Linked DNA regions of Anser cygnoides: region 2 is linked to region 1. The links are chromatin contacts, called in public Hi-C maps. All regions are on one chromosome and are shown on one strand. The core of a region is the stretch at or near the end of the contact, and the rest is flanking DNA. Distances in the headings are between cores, read along the strand shown. Region 1 holds the start of EPN3 (epsin 3). Region 2 holds the start of LOC106034613 (ankyrin repeat domain-containing protein 40-like).

Region 1 (3,923 bases), core at 643-3,142:
TGCGGGGCTGTCAAACACCACTACCCTCACTGTCTCGGGGGACCAGCAAAGCCAAGAGGCAGAGGCTGGAAGCAGGCCGGAGCTCCCCACAGCCGGGCTGGGAGCTGGGCTCCTCGCAGAGCTCCCACCCCAAAACTCACCGGCAACGCTTCCCCGCTCCGCGATAAGGCTGCCGGGCACAGCCCTATCTCCCCTGCCCAGCCACGAGCGCGGCCGGCGATTACCGGTGCCCGTCCCAACACCCGGCTCACGAAGCCGGCACCTCCCTGCGCCGCAGCCACCGCGCCGCGGCCGGCCTCACCGCCGGCACTGGGCTCTCGAACTCGGGACGCCGCTTCCCCGGCCGACACAGAACCACGCCGGGGCCGTGCCGACGTGCCCACAAGCCACGCACAGCACCCGCCATGCTCCCGTGCAACCCGTGCAACCGGTCCGGCACCTCCTGCTCCGGCGGGCCGGCGGCACCGTGGCTCCGCCGGCGACGTCCCCGTGAGTCAGAGCAGCCTGGCACCGCCGCGCTCGCGGGCGGCCCAAGTTTCTCTCCCCAGACGCTTCCCTGTATCGATTTCCTTTCGCAACGCCGCTGCTCGGCGCGGCCTTTGGATCCCACCAGGAGAGCCTCGCTCGGGCGGCCGCGACGCTGGCGCGGAAACGCCTTCGGGACGAGGGCAGCGGCGCGGCAAAGTCCTCCGGGACTTGGCTCCGCACTCTGCTTTCCACCGCCACCCCTCAGGAAGATAAAGTCAGCTTTCCAAAGGTGCCACCGGCCCAGCAAACACCGGCGCGCCCGTCCATCGGCCTCCGGGGAGGGCTGTCCCCTCCTGTCCCCAGCGGGTCCCCATGCCCGGGAGAGCCCCAGCCCAATGCCACCGGCTCCGGCACCGCTCGTCCCGGCCGGAGAACGGGTCCCAGATGGATTTCACCAGGCTTCCCGCGAAGTCTGCGTGGATAGAGCTGGGAAAAGGGGTTGGGACAGCGGGTGGAGGAGCGCGGCCCTGGCTGGAGCGCTGCCAGCGGCGTTGGAAGCAGCGGGTTTTTACCCAGCCCGGTATCCCCCCGGAATATAAAGGCAGTGAAACAGAAGCTGTGCGGGAGATAAGGCGGCAGCGCCCGGTAGCTCATATGGAATTACTGCAGTGACCTTGAGCTGGAGGCTGCCAGGTGGGAGAAGGACACCGGGGGCTGGGGACAGGTCCCCATCGCCCGCGTCCCGGCGCAGGGCACTGCGGAGGCTGAGGGGATGGGGGGGGGGGGGGGACACACACGGGTGGGGGGCAGGAACGGGGTCAGGGGGGAGCAGGAGTGGCCGGGGGCACCGGGAGGGGGCACGGGCAGAGGGGGCAGGGGCCGGGGGCACCCGGGGGGGCTCGCTGGGTCCCCGGTCAGGTGCGGGGCCGGGAGGGAGCAGCGCCCGAAATGGAGGCAGAGCCCCCCGGCGGGCAGCACCGGCGGCTCCGGGGGACCGGCGGGGACCGAGACCCTCCCCCGGTGAGCGGCGGGACCCCGGCAGCCCCCGGTACCCCCCGGTACCCCCCAGCCCCGTTCGGGCCCATCCCGGAGCCGCATCCCCCGGCATCCCCCCCCTGCGCTCCGCACCCCCCTGCGGATGCTCGGGGCCGTCCAGAACCTTCCTCCCTCCCTTCCTCCCTCTTACCTCGGCGGAGCGGCGGGGCCCCGCCGCGCACGGGGGCCGGGACCGGGACCGGGACCGTGCACGGGGGCCGGCACCGGCGGGAGCGCGCAGGAGGCGGCCGCAGCCCTCCCGCTGCCTGCTGCGCGCCGCCGAGCTGCCGGGCAGGCTGGGCAGGTCCCGGCTGCCCGCCTTAACCCCTTCGGGGCCGACCGAGCCCCGGCCCGGCCCCCTCCAGCCCCTTAACGTGGGTCTCCCCCCCGGCCCCGAGACCCTGAATCCACCCCCCCCCACCCCCCCGGTGCGCTAACCCCGGGGGGGATGCGGCGCCGAGCCCCTGCCCCGCCGCATGCGGGAGGCGGGGATGCTCTAAATGCTCAGTCACTGCCCCTCGCTGGCAGGCTGCCAGGCGCTGCTCGCTTTTTTTTTTTTATATATATATTTTTTTGATTTTTTTTTTCCCTCCCCCCCCCCTTATTTTTAGACAGGAACCAGCCATCCCCAGGCTTGGAAGCGCCTCCGAATGATGCTGACCTCCCCCCCCCCCCAGCAATGCAGCTCCCTCTCTGGTACCCAAGGCCGCCGCTGCAATTTGAGTTCGGCAAAATTTTTGCCCGGATCTAAATTTGGAGCAGATTCTTCCCCTGCTCTGAACAGCTCCCAGAGCCTGGCTCGGGGAGAGAGGGAGGCATCAGATGACATTACAAAATAAGTCATGTCTCTCGATTGCTTCAGTGCCACCCCCACTCTCCCGGCCTCTGCCTTCCATTTTAATCAGTGACAGGCCTTCAAGTATTATGGATATATATAATCTTTTTTAATATCACTGGCATTTTCCATAATAGAAAGCATCTCCCGGGTGCCGAGGCACTGGGGAGGGGATCGCGCCTCCCTGCTGCTGCCCCCACCACGGAGCAGATCCATCTCACCCCAGGCCCTGCCTTGGGTCGCGGGGAGAAGCCAGCAGGGAGGCCCTGGGCTTCCAGGGGCTTTGTGGATCTCATCAGCCCGGCTTCCCCGGCAGGCTCAGGCCGAGCAAGCTGAACACGCGCCCAGTCCCGCTCTCGGCTGCGGCCTGTGGGAAGAGCGCTTCGCGCATCCAGCCCTCCGTCGGGTCAGCCAGGAGAGCGGCCCGCTGGGGCAACCCCGAGGGAAGCCTCCCACCGCCCCGCTCCTGGGGATTTCTCGCCCTCTCTTCTCCACACTTCAGCTGGGGCAGAGGGCCCAGGAAGGCAGCTTGCCGCTCTTCATCCTCTCTGCTACAATCAGCAGCAGAACTGTGCAAACGTGGGGGTTTTTGGGTGGTCTACACCGTCACTATAGGAAGTGGTGAACCAGCGAGGCTCTAAAGCTCATTTCCCTCAGCTCTGGCGCAAGCTGGCTGCTCACCCAGGCCCCCTCTACAACTGAGAACCTTCTGGAAACGTGCCGTCACCTTCCGCTCACGGCCTTTTCCTGGAATCCCCCTTCCCAGCCTCCCTAACAGCGATGGTGTCTTCAGGCCCTGCGTCACGTGTTGGTTCTGGTATGCAGCCCGCAAGGCCAGGGAGGTCGCTCACCTCAGTTACGCAGCAAACAGCACGAATTATTAACACTAATACAAATAATGCCCACGTCTGGGGGAGGAGAAGGAGCGCTCTCCTTGCTAGGACGGGCACAGTGGGGCCTGGAGCACCCCCACGTCCTTCAGTGCGCGGGGCTGACCTGCTCACCGGGTTTTGGGCTCCAGAGACAGAACCCACACCTCAGCACACAGCAGGACCGTAAAACAGGGATACACGTTTCTAAGGGTGTGTTTGGGAAGCTGGTTCTAATTTTACCACATTTCCAGTCACGTAACTTGCACCAATCAATGTAAAAAATAATAACGGAGCTGGCTCAGCGTAAGATACAGCAGCCAGGGAGCAGAATATTGCACTTATTGGCCCAGCCCAGCCCTTCCTGGGCTCTGTTTTTATATTGTCCCTGAGGAGGTTCTTGTCCAAGGCTTTACGGCAAAAAAGTATAGTATTTTATACATAAAGTATAAAAAAGTATAGTATTTTATATATACAAAAAAGTATAAGTATATAAGTATATATATAAGTATATATAAGTATATATAAGTATATATATAGTAAAAAAGTATATACAAAAAAGTATTTATGACAAAAAAGTATAGACTATTCCCAGCATGCAGATTTTTTCTTCTTTGCAGAAAATCTTATGCCACCATCCCCAGGCCTCCAGGCTCCTCCCTTGGAACGGGAAGGAGAAAACAGCATATGACAACCGTCCATCCTTTAGTATGTAA
Region 2 (3,923 bases), core at 536-3,035, 260 kb before region 1:
GGCCCTGCTGCCCACACTACGGAAATACATGTACAGGTGTGAATGGGGGCTTGCCAGGCATGGGCACAAAAACGACTGCCATATGGTAATGGGGAGGGAAGGAACAAGGAAAGAGCATGCTCTTGGCTTTTCTTGTTTCTGGTATGTGCATGCTAGTGCCAATAAATGGGGTAACGCATGCGAGTTTGGGCTGAGGCTCCAGGGCGCAAGGCACAGACAGGACGGGCAATGGCGGCTGGAGTCAAGCACACTTGCTGCTAATCCTCTCCGCACAGTCTTTCTTGCGAGAGGAAATCTTATGACTCCAGGGAGAAGTACATTGTGTAACTAAGCAGTGGTGAACCCGAGCTGCATTTAACAGGGCTTGGCACAAACACTAGAGAGTAGGATACTCATCCCCAGAGAGCGTGAGAGAGCCTGTCCCCGTGCATCGCCTTCGAGTCCTTAAAAGCCCTGGCAGTGGCCTTGGGAGAGGAGCTCAAGCAAAAAGAAAAGCCCCATAACCCTAAATAAATCCGCTCATTGAGCAGGGCTTCCCTTCCCTTGTTACAACATTGCATAACGCCCCTTTGCACTGTGCAGAGTTTTGAAATCTGCAGGATCAAAGCTGTATGGAGACACTATGGATGTGCTGGGGAAAATTTAAAGGCGTTTTACAACCGTAGCAAGAAGTGCAAAGCTACGCTTCGGGCCCTTCTTGCTGTTCCGCTATGACACCTAGTGGCACAGAGCAGTTTTACCCGTGGCCTAGGGTGTATGTTTATTTTTCTAGGCCTCATCTTGCTCTCTTTGCTTGAATAGATTTTCCCCGTTGGTCTGAGAGAGGTCATGCACCACTTTGGAAGAGGCCCACAGGCTATTTTGCCCCTTTATCCTATTGGATTTTTTTTCCAGGTTTAATAAGTTGGGATTGCTTAAAGCTGTCGTGGTGTGGTAGAGAGTATTCTTGCTTCCTATAAGATCGGCCACTTCTTCACATTTGTGTGTGCTATGTTTGATTTTTACAGCTGCATGCCATGGGTGCTAAAGACAGGCAAATGTGATCATGGGTGCTGACCTGGGTTGAGAAGTGGGATCATTTAAGACAGCTTTTATTGAAAAAGGAAATGAGTTTAACAACAACAACAACAAAAAAGATCTAGGTGACAAGAGTGTCCAGGTGAAGGCTGGACTCCAGGTCCCTGAGGTCCGTATTTGCAGTTGTCACTAAACATTAACAGAAGAGGATAAGTCTTGTTTGCAAGCCATTCTCTAAGCCAAACTGTTCATGCAGTTGGTTGTGTCTTTCTGTACGAGCCGAGCAAAATTTTTGCTAAGCCTGTTGCAGTCTGTTGCATGAGATCAAAGGCATGTGATCTGGTTTAAAGCAAATGCCTCTGAGTCACGGTGCGACCTTTGTCGTGCTATTTAAAAACGTCGCCTTTGCTGCTGCACACTCCAGCTGCGTTCATGGGGGCTGTTTGCAGGGACGCCGAGCACTCATGTACCCCACAGCCTTGGCTGAGGAGGGACCCCAAAATGGTGTTCACGTAGAGAAGTAGAAAGGTGTACACTCAGCAGGCCTCAGCCTCTCCCAACTGATTAAAGTGAAGAAGATTGCTCCTCTGCTTCTGTGTTTTGAAGCTTCGTTTATGGTGATAAGCGCTTGGGAACAGTTTGGGTGGTAAATGCTGCAGGCACACTCTCTGTGTTGTTGCAACTATCACAGCAGGAACACGGCTGTCCAATGTGTCTGCAACACAAGTCCTAAATTAAGTGGTGGGTTAAAAATAATGTGACTAATAAGTGCTGAAAAAAGAGAGGCAATGGAATAAAAAAAAAATCGTCTTAGTGCAAATTTCTCATTGGTGGCAGACACTGATGCCAAAATAGAAACCCTGAAATTGACGAATGCCCCAGCCCACGCTGCAGTGATTTAATTAGTGATTTAATTGTGCCCAGAGGCACCCGGGCTGGGAATTATCAGGGGGCGCCCACAGGAAGCGCGGGGCTGTGCTCTCCACCGGGGGCTTCTGAGCCCGAGCCCCAGCCCCAGCCCCATGGCTGCAGGGCAGGCACAAGGCCGGAGAACCGGCGCAGGCAGCGCGGTGTTTCCACCCCACCGGGGCCGCTGCGTTCCTCCGTTCCCTTCCGAGCCGAACAAGCGGGGCGAGAACCGTGAGGAAAGGCAACGGGAGCCCGGCCCCGGGCAGCCGCCGCCGCCCGCTGCCCCTGGGCACAAGATGGCGGCGGCCGTGAGGGAGCTCGCGGCGGCGGAGGGCCGGGGGCGCTTTGGGGGCCCGGCGGCGCGGCGCTGAGGAGGCCGCCCGGGCCTCCGTCCCCTCCGCGCCTTGTGCCGGGCTCCCGGGGCCCCGCGGCGGGCAGCGAGGGCCGGGGATCCGTGTACCGGCCCCGTGCCCCCGGGATGTCGGTGATGAGCAGCGCCTTGGAGGAGCGGGAGCTGCAGGAGCGGCTGCGGGAGGCGGCGGCGCTGGGGGACGCCGAGGAGGTGCGGAGGCTGCTGGGGCTCGGCGTGGACCCCAACTCCCAGAACGAAGTCAACGGCTGGTGAGGGGCGGCGGGGCGCGGGGTGCGGGCGGGCGGCGCTGGGGGCTGTGGGGGGACCCGGCTCCCCGGGCGGGGAGGGAGGCGGCCGCGGCTCGGCAGCCCTCGGCCCCGCGGTGGGGAGGCCGGTGCTGCCCTTGCCTCGGGCAGGGCTTTTGGACAACGTCGGCCCCAGGGTTTCCGACGTAAATCTGGGCACCCTGAGTTTAATGTCGCTTCACCCAGTCATCGCTGCTTCGAGGACGCAGCACGTTAGTTTTGTGGTTTACTGAAAAAGAAATGCTAACCTCAGAAGGCTTTGGGGTTTACTGCTAAAGAGGATCGTAATGAAGGGAGCCTGTCCTCTTTCCACCTGTCACCACCTGTTTGTGCTGGGACCTCTCCTTAGGCTTCACCAGCACGGCTCACAATGGAATGGGCCTTGCCCTAGAGAACTTGGAACACAATTGTTAACTTCAAAGATAAAACGTGATGTAATGAAGGAAATTTTATTCCCAGGTGTTCTGCGTGCAACCCAGGTGAATCGTTGACTGGCGGCGAGGAGGATTTGGGGTATATCTGAGAGCACAACCCCTCTGTTTCCTTCCCCACAGGACGTGCCTACACTGGGCCTGCAAGCGGAACCATGCCCAGGTGGTGGCTTGTCTGCTGGCTGCCGGTGCGGACAAGCAGATCCTCACGGCCACCGGAGAGCTGGCTGCACAGTTAACTTCGAAACCAGACATTCGGAAGATTTTGGGAGGTACTGTTCCTATCTTAAAAGCACTCTAGAATTTGTGGTCTTTTTATGCTTTTACCCGGATCAGTAGACTGGCAAAACTTTGGGTAGGACTATTGTATCTAATTAGATAGCTCCTGGGGAATAGACATGTATCACGTAACTTCTCCTAAATGGTTTTTAGTCTGTAAGTGCAGCTTTCTGAACTGCTTTGACATTAGTATGTGTCTTGTAATCCTCACTCACACAAGAATTAAATTTACTGCAGAAATTTGAAGCAAGAGAAAAGAAGGCTTGGATATTGTATCACATATTCAGTTACCTGAAGAAGTATTTGGTTTAATATGCTGGCATGGGTCATAACAAACCATTTGCAGCAGTATTATTAAAAGCATTGCAAAATTAGATTTAGCAAAGAACTATGGGCCCTTTCCTTCGAAAACACTAGAATAACACTGCTAGAAATGACATTTTCCAATGGTTATTTGTAAAAATCTGTATTTTTTTTTCTTTTCTTTCATTTCATAGCTACTTGCCTTCCAGGTGTTATGTGCTTATGAGAAACCAGTATTATCCTTGTGTTTACCTCAGAATGCGATGTAGTTTTAAGAAACAACAGGAAAACTGACTATTCAAAATGAGAAAGATGCATCCAATAACT

The links. A called contact is a pair of places that touch in the nucleus more often than the background predicts.
Region 2: a contact with region 1 is called in a Hi-C map of liver, with 20 times the contacts expected there. The contact joins the promoter of LOC106034613 here to the promoter of EPN3 in region 1. A contact is called at or near these places in 2 of 7 Hi-C or Micro-C datasets (both in liver).

The regions. Positions count from the first base shown.
Region 1 is chr19:6,375,748-6,379,670 of Taihu_goose_T2T_genome, reverse strand. It overlaps EPN3 (epsin 3), which reads right to left and starts at 1,892. Exons shown (of 9, transcript XM_066980256.1): 1 at 1,655-1,892. LOC136786660 (a long non-coding RNA gene) reads left to right here and starts at 753. Exons shown (of 3, transcript XR_010825926.1): 1 at 753-1,161.
Region 2 is chr19:6,639,303-6,643,225 of Taihu_goose_T2T_genome, reverse strand. It overlaps LOC106034613 (ankyrin repeat domain-containing protein 40-like), which reads left to right and starts at 1,785. Exons shown (of 5, transcript XM_048064385.2): 1 at 1,785-2,547; 2 at 3,138-3,286. The coding sequence starts at 2,405.